Linked DNA regions of Sus scrofa: region 1 is linked to region 2. The links are chromatin contacts, called in public Hi-C maps. All regions are on one chromosome and are shown on one strand. The core of a region is the stretch at or near the end of the contact, and the rest is flanking DNA. Distances in the headings are between cores, read along the strand shown. Region 1 overlaps CCDC85A (coiled-coil domain-containing protein 85A). Region 2 overlaps LOC110260099 (a long non-coding RNA gene).

Region 1 (6,815 bases), core at 1,335-3,834, 470 kb before region 2:
TAAACTTTTTTGTTCCTGGGAGGAGGAGGGAAGAAAATTAAAAGCTACATTTTTCTTCCGCATTTCTGCATTGCATAGATCACACACACTTGGTGTGTTCCTCTACAGTCTTAAAGTAGTTGAAGTGTTGTCCTGCTTTTTCTCATTGAGAGTATTTAGTCCCCTCCCCCTTTTTCTTTTCTTTTGGAAGATACTACTTTATTTCTGGGAAAATTTTCTTTGCTGTAGAAGAGAGTATTCAGGCTTTTAATGCAATAGGCACCCACAGAGAGAAATAGGGTCCTTGAAGCTGCCTTGTTTAAATTTGAAGTGTTTTGTTTGGGTATCTCCAAATTATCTTGTTTTGATGGGGACTGATAAGTGTCTCCTTTTCTACTTTGATAAAAATGTGAAATGGAAAAGACTGAACTGTTAAAAGTATAAATAAATAGACATCATAGAGGATGTGAAGGACACTGAAGATAGGAGGTGTGTTTTCCCTTCTAATACAGTTTTATAGAATCCTGCCCAGTTTAATTCTCTCCTTTAGATCACAGGAGGAAGGGAGGAATGCATTGATTCAGTAAACAAGTGGATAATCTGAGGATCTTGGAATTGGGGCCAGTGTTCTGCTGGTACCAGGAGCTCTTTAGAGAGGAAAAAGAGAGGGCTTCAGAAATGCTCCCAGTGCCGGCAGGGAGCAGGGGCACATGGCAGGTGTAGTAATGCCTTAACTGCTCAGGAGAAAGTTACAGCAACTTTATTTTTCTCTGTCCTGTATCATTTCAGAAAGTGACAGGGGATATAAGTGATATTACTCAGATGGCTGTTTCTAGACGTCTCCATTTCTGGAAGTCAGGATATATCACTGTGATAAATGCCTTTGCTCTCTAAATATTCCACAGAAATATCAGCTCTGGAGGAAGAATGTCCTGCCAGCTGACAGGAAGGATGATGGATTTGGGGTGAAGGGTCTATTCTGGGCCTGGCTGGCTCTGGAAGGGGCTCCGTTGCTTGGGTCTCCAGCCTTGGTGACTTCAAGGTTGAGGACAGCTCTGGTGTCCTGCTGAGGTGCTGCGATGGGGTGGTTCACTCATGCTGCTTCCTCCAGTATGACTTTCCCTTGGAGAACAGGGAAGCAGGTGATGCGGACCATTGGTGCCTGTCCACCTCCTGGAAGGTGCCTGCTTCTCTGCCTGTGTCTCAACACCTCGGTTTCTGCTCAAAGGCCCTGGCATCCCAGGGCTCTTGTGGCAACACCCTCAGTCCTGCCTGATATGCTGGTCCCTTCTGGGTGGATCCCTGCTTACATGAATAGGTGGTCACAGCTCCTGAAAGTGTCATGTCTCCCTGAGGTATTTCTCCTTTTTCTCTTTTTATTTAATAGACTGTGTGTATTAGAGCAGTTTCAGGTTCCCAGCAAAACTGAACAGAAAGTTCACATATTTCCCCTATACTTTCAAGGTGTTTCTATTTTAACAAGTACCTTCTGGAAAGATAGAGGCTCATAACAGCAGTGGGAGCTTTAGGCAGGTAGCAGTCACTGAGGGAAGAGCTAGGGAGTCATCACTGTAAACCATAAGGGTGATGATGACTAACCTTTATTAATCACTTTTAACGGCAGGGGGTAAATGCAATGTCACGTGCCTGACTTAATTGTCATGACAACAGTCTGATCTGGTTTCCATTAGGATCCCCATGACTGGGAACTTTAGAGAGGGCAAGTCCCTGGTCCAAGGTCATATAAATATTGACTGGCCAAAATAAAAATTCGTACCAGGGAGTTGGACCCGAAACCCATACTCACGGCTCTTGTAGTTGTCCTAAAGATTGTGTCAGGTGGGTGTCTGTGTCAGGGCTCTGGTAAGATTAGGTGGAACTTCTTTGATAAAAAGGCAGGGGTGGTGACCTTCAGGGAAGAGTTAGAGGCCACTGGAGGGAGTTGCTGGGAGAATGAATAGCTGAACCACACTCTTCCCTCTGTCTAGTATCCTGCAGATGCTGCTCGGTGACAGCTGTGGGGGAAGCCAGAGGCCGGGAGAACCTGCTGCTACAATCCACATAGATCAGGTCTACAGGGACAAGGGGAAGAGGTGGCCGTCACCATGAGAGGGGGGCCACCAGACATGAGCGCTGCCTTAGGTAGAGGGATGTACCCACTGCAAAAATCACAGCCTGCCTGGGAGAAAAAGCCTGTTTTTCTTTATTCCTTTCTCTTGCCAGGGCCCCTTATTGGCTGAGCCCAGTGCTAAGAGGCAGGGAAGCTGAGGTGATGCAGCTTTCTGGGGCACAGAGCAGGGTGGAGGAGGGGAGAGTGACTTTGCACAGGCACTCAGAAAAAGCCTTGCTCACAACCCATCTGAGAGCCTCTCCCAGTAGAGCAACCTCAGAAAACACCCCATGGCAGCTTTGAGGTCACTAGGTCATTGGTCAGCAGCTGCATTAGGTCAGTCATGTTTGTATAGACAGCATCTTTCCCTTGACCTTGTTGTGTATCCGTTTTCTCTGAGCCTTTAAGAAGAAGCTTGCATCAATTTGCTTTGCCTTCCGAGTAAAAGCCAGCATATTTGCAGAGGGCTAGGCTCCCCCCTTCTGGATGTCTGTGTAGTTTGCAAATTCTTGACCTTGAGTGGCACTGGTATGTAGTTATCCCTCTGTGTCTACGCCTAGGCCCTGGGGCATTTGTGTCCTTCAGATGCCCCTTCCTCTGATAAACTTTCCAAAGGTTCAGCGTTTTCCGTGTCTCATTAAAATTTAATTTGCTGTAACATTGCCAAGCCCAGCCATAGCTTTATTTAAATGGCTTCATTGCCTCATTCTTTGTATCGCCTCTGCTTTTGAGGATCTTGAGGCAGTAAATGCCATCAGCCAGCATCCATGAAGGGCAGGTGGGGCCTTGTCTGAGATCTGTGTGTTCATAGGTTTCGTTTCCCTACCACTCGGGCAAGAGCTGTGTGGTTATTGCGAAAGCTCAGTGCATGGCAAGGCCTTGTGGGATAGCAGGAAGCATCTGGAAGCAAGTATTAATTCATATAAGGGCTTGGTACTTGTTTCATTTGGGGAAACCTCAAAATACAGTCAGGTTTTAAGTTAGACTGCTATTCTAAGCATTCTAAGCAATAGAAATGTCCTCTGGATCCTATCCTGAAATTCGTGTAGAGACTGCAGTGGGTTTTTTACAATTATTTCTATGCACCCACGCTTGTACATGAATACTTTGGAAAATATTCTTAGTTTGAAGTTAGAAAACATGCAAGCTTTCTGTTGGGAACACTGTTGAGGATATTGCACTCTGTATTAAGAATTGGATGATTCAGACCTGGCTGGGAGAAAAAGCAAGGAAAAGCCGTCCTTGGGCTTCTGGCAGGGTAGGTGATGTGACAGCCAGGTGAACAAGGGAAGAAACAAGGGAGGAGGGAGAGAAGTCAAGGGTTAAGACCATGACATTTGCCCTGAGGGCAGAGAATTCCAGGTCTCCTAAGCAGCCGGGGAGTAGGGATTTCTTTTCTGGATTTTGAGAAGTGAATATATTAGAGGAAGGATTATTAAGTGATTCAAATTGCTAATGTATGCTTCTTTTAAAAATATCAGAACATGTGGAAAAACTGAGGCAGTTGGCTAATTTTAACAATTAGGTCTCTGTTCATCGAGTGACCATTTGTTGTTTTCAGAGAGACTGTTGAACCAGAACACATTAGTGCATTTGCAGGATTCTAGGCGCAGAGGTGTCTTCGTGTAAATGCCATCTTTTCTCCTTTCTTTTCTTGCCAGATTTCTAATATGGCTTCCTGACCTCCCTTCTCTCCTGTTTTGTTTTTTATTCTGATTCCTGTTTATTCTCTTTTTACTTCAGTTTAATTCTCTCCCTTTGTGTGTGTGTTGTTGTTTTGTTTTGCTTTTTGGATGGTTTTGGCCCAATACTCGTCCTCATCTGATGTTTTCTGTGCTGTGTACCTCATCATTTCCTCCCCTAAGCGCATCCACTGGAACCTGTAACACTCAGATATGTTCACAGTCTTTGGGGAAATGAAGGGCACGGGTGCATTAGACCTGCCCTGAGGCGGCTCTGCCTTGAGGTGGCTCTGCTTTCTCCTCATAGGTAGCAAATAGTTTGTAAGCCCAAGTGTCCCACTGCCTGTCATATATGAGGGGCTTAGTTAATGTCTGAAGGAGTGGCTGTGCTTTCTTAAAAAGGTGAGCCAGTAAGAGTGGGAGATAAGGGTTACTCTTTGGGAGAATGTTGGCAGGTTTCTTCTGGATTTGCCTCTGTGTATGTTGGCTTTGCCACTTTGATTGTTGTTTAGTCTTGGACTCTATTTCTCTCATAACTGTTTAGTTTCGATGGGTTCTGCTGTTTCTTTTTCCTTCTCTGTTCTTAACGTTGTTTACATCAAGGTGCACCTTCCTCCAGGTTTAGCCTCCTGAGGGATGTGTGGCTGCTGGCAGCCCCTAAGTGTCTCCCTCCAGGGCTGGATCAACACCAGCTCCCTGCTTCCTCTCAGCCTTCATGAACTCTTTGTGCTGTTTCTGGCCTTGTCATTGAGACACCTCCACTTCCCTCCCTTCTTTGGTGTCTTTATGGATCCTTCATTCTGCCTTCCTGAACGACATGGGTCTTGGTCTTTCTAGGATGAGGAGCTCAGGTGTCATCACACCAGATGAGCACTGGGGCATGTGAAGGGCCCTGAGAGAGTAGAATGTCCACAGTGGGACATTATCCCATCACATAAGCTATGTTATTCAGTGTGATGTATTTTTAAATTTTTCTGTGAGATTCATTTACCAGAGTTTCAGTGGCCAATCACTTCATGTTTCTGGAGTACTTGCCCAGGCCAGGCATGGCCAGGTTAATGATGAGCAAACCCTGCCTGCTTCCGTGGAGCTGATGGTCTAATAGGAGAGCATTAGATGTTAATCTAATGATGTAAAATTGCACCTGTGCGGAGGCTTGATATATAAGTGAAGAGATACATTATGATCAGGGTGCCTTGGGTATTTTTAAAAGCTTTTTATTAAAGGATAATATATATTTAGGAGAGAACACATATTATAAGTGTACAGCTTGATGAATTCTCACAAACTCAACATTGCCATGTAGCCAGCACCAAATCAAGAAACAGAACTTTACCAACACACAGAAGCACATGCCTCATGTCCTCTTCAAGTTCCTATTCCTTATTGAAGGATAAACTATGATTGAAACTTCTAACACTGTGGGCTGGTTTAAAGAATAGGTCACATATGAAGCCAGAGAAGGCTTCTTTGAGGAAGTCTTGCTTGAGCTGAGACTGAAGGGTGAGAAGGGCAGGAGTAAGATGAAGATTGATGGAGGAGTTTCCAGATAGAGGGTCCTCTGGCAAGAGGGAGTAGGAGGCATTTGAGGAATTGAAAGACGACCAGCATGGGATGGGACGAAAGAGTTCCTGGTACAGGATGAGGCTGGTGAGGAAGGGAAGGCTGGACCATGCTGGGTCTTGTAGACCACTGTGTCGGGTTGTGTCTCATCCTAAAAGCAGCAGATCTGGAGAGGAGAGTGTCAGATTTCGTTTTTACAAAGAGATCACTCTGGATGCAAGGTGGAGGTTGGATTGGAGAAGGGTCAGGGTGAATAAAGGGGGGACCAGTTAGGAGCTTATTTCAGTATTCTGAGCTGGAGAGGAGGTGGCTTGGTCAAAGCTGGTGGTAGCAATGCTGAGAAGTGGGCAGATTTGAAAGATGTTTCAGAGCAGAGATGAACACAACTTGTTGATGAATCAGCTACTGAGGCCAGAAAAGGATGGTGTCAAGGATGACTTGTAGGTTTCTGGCTTGGAAAAATGGAAGAAGGGTAATTTCAGTCCCTGAAGTCATCTGCCATCTCGACTAAAATGACTCTGCCGAATGCAGTTTTGGGACAGTGTTGGAAAAACCAAGGACAGGTGTGATTAGTTTTGTGCTCATTCAAGCAGTTATTGGTTTTGGTGACTTTCAGTCGTAGGTTGGTACATTTGGGTATTAAAAGACTGAGTCTCATTTCCTCATCTATTTCCTAACTTATTCCTCTCTACTTTTGAGGCACATGGATATGCATCCATACATCCATATACATCTGTGCACACATACATAAATACGTGTGTGTACAGCCGTATGTATTTATTATATATGTAAAAGTGTAGTTTGTCTTTTCCCTTTTAGTGACAGGATTTAGCTAGAGTTGATATTTGGAGGAATGATGAGATCTGTTGAATTGGATAAATAGGAAAGGATGAATACCTTACCTCCTGTTCGTAGCTCAAAACATACTCTCAGCAAGCTCACAGAGGGGCTCAGGAGTCCCTTTGGTGACACTGTACAAGGTTATTGATGCTGTCTCCCTGTACTTGTGGTGGTGGTGACAGCAGCGGTATCAAGGATAAAAACGTGGATCCTGCTCCAAAACAATTGAATAGAGGTGATAAGATAGTTATTCAGTGTCTGTTGTGTGTGACAGTATCATCTGATTAATTCAGTTAAAGATCAAGTATTGTACTAAATGCTGTGTAAAAAACTGTAGATGGAAATATGAGCAACATTGACTCAATTCACAAGTGCTTATTAATTTCTTTATGCTGTGCTGGATGTAGAGTTTCAATGGTGACTTGAAACAAACCTGTCCCCTGCTCTCATGGCACAGATAGGCTAGTGATGTATACTATGAGGGAGAAATCCCTGGTGTTATGAGGGTATATATAGGAGTTGGGTGTAGCTAAGGTCATCACCAAAGACTTCCCTGGGGAAGTTGATGCTTAAGTTGCGAGAAGATATTTTATCATTTAGATATTTTATCTAATAGGGCAGTTTGAAGAGGTGAGAGAGAA
Region 2 (7,122 bases), core at 1,466-3,965:
AGAAAAGATTGCTTAGATTTATCAAATGTAGAGGTTTCATCCTCTTATGGATGGAAAAAAATAGTAAGTCTAATAAATAGACTGACTGTAACACTTATAGATTCACATAATTCAGATAAAATTTCATACTATTTATTGTGCGTTGTCTCAGTGTTGGAAAAATCTAATCAAGACCTTGTGTGTAGTGTTCCTTGGGCTTTGCCTGTGCTTACAGAGGACAATGACCTCAGAAAACTGTTACTCAAAGAACTGATCCCAAATTCCATGGGCAACTAAGACAATTTATATTTTTAATTTAGTTTTGAATTTCTGGCTTGACCCATGCAGAAGTTTGATTTTTGACTTGAGCTTATTTATTTGCTCACTCACAATACAGTAGTGGTAGTGACAATACCCTGATTTTCCTTTGGATAATATTTTATGTGTTCACTTATTTATTCTCATTTAATTAAAAGAGTTCTTTCTGGATTCAATGGCTTTCAGCTCTGGCACATAGTTTTCTCTCTATGCATTTATTTAACAAATGCTTATTTGTCATGTTATATATCATGGCTGGAGTTAGATGCTGGGGATATAATTAGTTTTTGACTGGATGGGAGGGATTTCGTAGGAGTCGATTCTTGGAAAATATCTATGCCAAGTGCCAAAGCTATAACAAACCATGACATAATTAATGTTTATCTCTAATGACTTTTAACTTTCCTTTTAGTTCTGAAAGGATTTCTGCAAGGAGCTAGCTCTCTTTTTGCAGTCATAATTTAACCTCCCTTCAGGATTCTGCCTGCTGTAGAAGCAACACCCTTCTGTCAATTCTCACCTACCCAATTCTTTCCTCCTGAGGGTAGATCACATCACAAAGCACAACCATAGGCCTGAGTCTAAGCAGAACTCTCTGTGGGGTTATAGAAGGAGCTTGGACACTTTGGGGCTGGGGTGCCCACATTATATCTGAAAGGCCACCTGCAGGGCTAGACAGCCTGTCAAGAAGTAGAAGGGTGTGAGCTGCAGGCCCCTATCCAGGGGTGACCAATAGCTCCCAGTGCTGTCAAGTGAAGGTCATATGAAGAGATTTTATTTGTCAGTCCAGTAGCTCTATTTATAACTTTTAAATATTTAGGTAGCTGTTACATTGACTCCATTACTTCTCTTGTCCCCAGCCCTGCAGAGGTTTAGGATTGATAACTCCTTGCCACCTGCTGCCTCTTCTCTGCACGAATTGTGCTGGGCACCGCAGCCTCTCACCAGCTTCCCTGGCACTACTGCTCCCTCCTGCCAGCTGCTCTGCCACTGCCTCTTTGGCACTAGGGCCTTTACTGCTGTTCCTCTTAGGAAATGCGAGAACTCCCCTGGTGCGAAGGCTGTGTGAGAAGCATGCTTTGCTCCAGGTTTGTCTTTAGTGTTATCGTCTCTCAGAGGCAACTCAGACAGTACTGCCTGCACTCTTATTTTGAAAGAGATATTTGAGTGAAATACTTCTTTCTGTTTTCATACACAGATTTCATGGGACTCCAATATGAGTCCAATAAAGACAAAAGACATATTCCCATGACAGAGAATATTATCCTGTGAGGAGATCAAAGGTAAGTAATTTGCTTAATGACATACAGAAATAAGTGACAGAACTGTGCTTAAATTCTGTGTTTCTGATTTCAAATCTAGGGCTCTGTATGTGATACAAGGCTGGCACTTGGTTTCATTTTATTAGCACTTAATTACTTCCTTTTGAATTATCCTCTAATTGGTTTATTCATGTTTATTTGCCTTGTCTCTTAAGACTGTGAACATCTGAAGGCAAAGTCAAACATCGTTAAGGCACTGTATCTCCCAGAGCACATAGGATAATGCTGAGAAAATAGGAGATGCTCAGAATAAATTATTGGATAGCATAATCTTGTTCTTTGGGATACTAATCTGCTCTATGAAAGATAAAAAGCCTTCAGAGTCAGGGAAACCTCTTTCACATCTCTGCAACATCGTTTACTATTTGTGAGATCTTTTCTTTTTTTCAGCTGGGGCATACTGGAAGTTCCCGGGCTAGGGATCGAATTGGAGCTGCAGCTGCCAGCCTATGCCATAGCCACAGGAACACCAGATCTGAGCTGCCTCTGTGACCTAGGCCACAGCTTTCAGCAACATTGGGTTCTTAACCCATTTAGCAAGGCCAAGAATCAAACCAGCCTCTTCATAGAGACGACACTGTGTCCTTATCCCACTGAGCCATAATGGGAACTCCTATTCATGAAATCTTGGACAGATTTCTTACTCTTATATTTTGTTTCTTCATATCTAAAATGGGCAAGGAAAAAAAATTACCTAATGAAATGACTATGATAATTCAATTATATAACATGTAAAACACAGAGAACATAATATACTCTTTAAAAATATACTAGTATCCTACGCTTCATCATTTTCTAATAAAATTTCAGAAATTGTATGGTGGGTAATAGTTCACCATTTTACTAAGAAGTCACTTTAAGACTGATAAATGTGTCAGCAACCAGCTGTCCTATTAACTCCATGAATATTTTAATGATGTTTACAGCTCCAATGGATATATTTCTTCTTTAAAACTTAGTAGATACCAAGGATGTGTTACAGAGAGTCCAATGGACCATGAAGCACTCAAGCATATTCACTTCTAGACATAGTGGACATGGGTCTCAAGTGGGCTGAGCTAGCATGACTTGGAGCATCATAGCCATTACTTCTGCTCAGCTGTTCAGTTTTCCAGAGAAAACATTTGGCATCACTCAGAGTCATTATCTGCAGCACGGGGTCATGCCCTTACTGTTCTTTAGTGACCTCATTCTCACATTACAAAAAATAAAACCATGCTCCTCACTTGTCTGAGAACTAGTCCCGGTTTTCTATGTTTTAAGGGAAAATTTACAAAAGCTCTTCTTCTTATAAGTGGGATCCACATGGGTGCATTTAAATAACTCATCATATCTCTAGAAATTAACACTTGTATAGCACCTCAATATCTTAAAAAGACAGTACTGTTTAAAGACAAATTGTGCCACATTTCTACTGTCATATGTACTAGGCTGATTTGAAAGTTCCTTAAAGACAGAAACCCTGCCATTTTCCCCACTGTATACAACACTGTGCTAAATACATGCTATGAAAACCCTAGCAGGCAAATCTTCTCTTGGATCCCTCCCATCAGACTTGCTTATCCCCTACCAAAAGTAGAATTCCTCATATTTGATATGGACGGCAGAGAGGCCACCTGCCAGTTGAAGAAATCTATTTAAAGAATTGACTGCCGTTCAACATCTATCTTTCAGCTCTAGCTGTAGATGGTTTATTGTGCAAAATAAAAGGCTTGGGTATTCAGCTGACAGAAAAAGTAGAAACCTCTTTTGTTTGTTGACAGAAATAAAATGTGTCTTGTCATAGATGTTGATATCACATATTAATCGCCCCTGCTGGGAAACATGGGCCCCCTGGTGTGGTGTGCCATAAATATTGATGTGATCACCCCGAACTGGCAGGACGCCTGGGAAGCCAGAAGAGGTATAGATAAAAGGATTTTCATAAAGGTGCTCTCAACTGCTCTCCATCCCCCTCTTTTTTTTTCTGCTTTGGAATCTATGCATCTCTAATTGCTTCTCCATTCAAATCTGCAAAATTTGAAAACCTTTCCAGGTAATCCAGGAATGTGGTTGAATCCCCTCCCCTTTGTCAGGTAGAATATGTAATCCTCTTATCTGTCACATTTTAAATGATTTTTGACAGAAATTGTGGCTTCCCCCAGCTGGCTGCCTGTCCAGTGAGTGAAAGGTTGTCTGGCATCAGCTGCTGATGAGGAAACATCCAGGCCATTTCAGCTGCAGGGGTAGGATTTTATGCTGTGATGTTATTTTCAGTTGAGGGGACACTTTCCAGTAATCAAGTTGACAGTCTTTCTTAAAGTTACATGCCGTCCATAAGAAAATTGTTCTGTCTCTGAAGACTGAGCAAATGCTTATGCTCGCAATGGCAAAATGCCAGCTACCTTGTGACATATTTGTTGTTTCACTGCTTGCCAACCACAAGACATAGCCTGAATTGTGACCAAAACGAAGTCAAAATAGGGTTCCTTCAATGAATTGTAAGGGTATATTACTTCAGCGGATTGCAGTGGGGATTATTTCTGCAATAATATATGTTTCTATCTAATAGATATTTATTGAACATCCCATGTAGTGACAGGCACTGTTCTAGTGGATATAGGGATAAGCAAGTGAGGCAGACAATGTTCTCATAGTGGGACCTTCCAAAAGACAAACAAGGGACATTTTAAGACTATTCAGAACAGTAAAATAGAATAGGAGACTGGGCAGTTACTATGAAGTGTAAATTTTAAAGTTCTAGCACCAATTTGGATGGACCTAGAGATTATCATAATAAGTGAAGTAAATCAAAGAAAGACAAGTATCATATGATATCCCTTATATGTGGAATCTAAAAAAATGATACGAATGAACTTATTTACAAAGCAGAATTTATTTACATGGAAAAAAAAACAAAAACAAATGCATGGTTACCAAAGAGTATGGTGGGGAGGATTAGGAGTTTGGAATTAACATATACACAGTACAATGTATAAATTAAATAAACAACAAGGAACTACATAGCACAGGGAACTCTACTCAATATCTTGTCGTAACCTATAATGGAAAAGAATCTGAAAAAGAAAACATATGTACAACTGAATTGCTTTGTTGTACACTTGAAACTAACACATAATTGTTAATTAACTATACTTCAATAAAAAAAGACAGTCTCATAACATTTTTAAAATAGTCACCAGCAGGTTACAGATGAAGTAAGATTTTGCCAAGCAGCTCATATAAAGACTTTAATGTAGGAATGTTAAGTATTTTTGAGGAACATTTTGATCAATGGCTTTAAATATTCTTTCAAAAATATTAAATGACAAGAGAGGGAAATCTGACCCAGGGTATATGAAAAGAGAATGCAGGAAGCATAAGGAAACTGAGGGGAAGAAACTTTTTTAAGGATATTTTACAGAAAAATAACTTTAAGCTCTTCCAGCCAAGGTCTGGACAACTAGGATCAAGAACAGATGACATGATCACCCATCCTTATCTAAGATGAGAACACTGTTGGTAAGAGATTCTGATAGAGCCTCTGTCTCAAAGGGCTGTCCGGGAAACCTTAGTTTGGAGGAAAGCCCATCTGCCTTGGGAAGCAGTGACAGTGCCCCTCTTTTGTATCTGTTCCTAGTGCTTGGCTTAGTAGTTTACAAGTGGTATAGATGGTGTCACTGAGTAAGCAAATGTGAAAAATCTGACTCTACCCCAGTTTGGAAATCTAGACTTTCTGGAAAGCTATGTGGAATGTTTTGTCCTAATCTGTACCATTTTTGCCATTCTGAAGCACTTGAAGAGAGACCTTTAAGGCAGAAAGAGGCATAGATTCAGAATATTGCTCAAAATTGCTCTAGACCTTTATTTTTTCAATATTTACAAACGAATACCTTATGAGAAATGCCAGTGAATTACAGTAACTAGGCTAACTTAATTTGACTTCTTTTTGTGATCTTGTAAATATGCTTAGTCCAGGAAATCTAAAGATTTTTTTTGTAATGTAAAGCATGCTTCAGATTATTCTCTCAGGGAAACATGAATTTAAAAATAGGTCATATTGACTAAATTAGACTTTTTTTTTAATATGGGGAGATTTTATTCAAGGCACTCTTTTTTTTTATTTAGATGTGTTTTTCTAGAACCTATTCTATCACATCCCCCCGAATTTCTGAATGGAACATGACGGTTATCCTTGGGAAGTTTTTTAGAAATGGTCTGAGAAATGCAATTAGACTCTTTTAGATGGGGAAGTAGCACAGGGAATTTTCTGTATTCAAGGTTTGGTAATGACTACTAAAAAAAGTTCTTATATTTAAATGACAATTGACAGCTTAAGAAAGACAGGTTGGATCCCTTTGCCTGTCTTCAGAAGCTTAAAGTTAAAGAGATCAAATAATTCTGACTCAAAGCCATATTAAAGAGCCTGGCTAATGTGGGAAATATATTATAGAATCTGATCACAGGCTTTATGCATAAATTGGATTTCATAGATATAATGTGAATTGCACAAAGCAACCTATCCAACAGGGGAAGGACCTGACAGTGCTGAGAGATTTCGTTTGGAAGGGTTTGAAAACATTGGGTATTTCAGCTTACTTTAAGTGATAGATGAATGGGAAAAACTAAATATTTGATATTAAGATTTTTAATTAAAAGAAAAATCATATTAAATTATTTAAAAAACTGTTTCAAACAACTTTGGCCAAACTATAGGGGCTTTGAGTCAATTCTCTTCTTTGCAAAGCATTACGTTTTTCTTCTGGATTGGTGAGACAGCAAACATTTGTGAATATTTCCGGTCCCTACTGAATTTTGATTGAAAAGAGAAGAATAGGCATTTTGATAGTTACTATGTTCTTTTTCTTGGGCTTTCTGACCTTTCCAAAATAGAACTGTCAATTGAATTAAATCTTGTATTGAGTACTTTGTAGTGCAAGGGCTTGAGGTTGAAGAAATATGACAAAATGAGTAAAAAAAAATTCCTATGCTTAAGTTATCCAGTCTAGGGTTAGAGGCATCTTTTTATTGCCCGTTGGTTATAACAATCTGAAATTTTTGTATCAGTTTAAATTCAGCCTGTCCCAAGCTGAATCAATGTTAGTGATGAAATATAGCCTGAAATATAGAAGCCATTCTTTCTTTTCCTTTTTTTTTTTTTTTTCTTTTTAAATGGCTGCACCCTGGCCATATGAAAGTTCCTGGCCTGGGGACTAAATCCAAGCTACAGCTGTGGCACTAACCCACTATGTCTAGCTGGGAGGTGAACCCTCACTTCTGCAGCCACTCAAGCCGATGAGGTCAGATTCTAAATGCATTGTACCACAGCAGAAATTCTTCCTTTACTTTTTGATTTATAAGTTTATTTTATTTATAAAAGCAGGAATTTATAGAAGCCATTCTTGAAGCCTCTCTCTACCCTTCACACTCAGTCATTAAGTTCCTTCAAATATATCTCTTCAATGTCTTTTTTTTTTTTTTTTTCCCTTTTCTTCTTAGGGCTGCACTTGTGACATGTGGAATT

The links. A called contact is a pair of places that touch in the nucleus more often than the background predicts.
Region 1: a Hi-C map of heart right ventricle shows a contact between it and region 2, with 1.9 times the contacts expected there. The contact joins two enhancer-like sites. A contact is called at or near these places in 2 of 47 Hi-C or Micro-C datasets (fetal heart ventricle and heart right ventricle) and 1 of 2 datasets of contacts at active chromatin or transcription factors (skeletal muscle).

The regions. Positions count from the first base shown.
Region 1 is chr3:85,087,535-85,094,349 of Sscrofa11.1, reverse strand. All of the region lies in intron 16 of CCDC85A (coiled-coil domain-containing protein 85A), which reads left to right. Among named protein-coding and RNA genes, the nearest start is that of MIR216-1, 240 kb to the left of the region's middle. Within about 2 kb of position 2,584, at least 5 of the 83 cell types and tissues checked have an H3K27ac peak or open chromatin away from gene starts, as enhancers often do.
Region 2 is chr3:84,617,179-84,624,300 of Sscrofa11.1, reverse strand. LOC110260099 (a long non-coding RNA gene) reads left to right here. Exons shown (of 3, transcript XR_002342943.1): 2 at 1,496-1,580. Among named protein-coding and RNA genes, the nearest start is that of MIR216-1, 710 kb to the left of the region's middle. Within about 2 kb of position 2,715, at least 3 of the 83 cell types and tissues checked have an H3K27ac peak or open chromatin away from gene starts, as enhancers often do.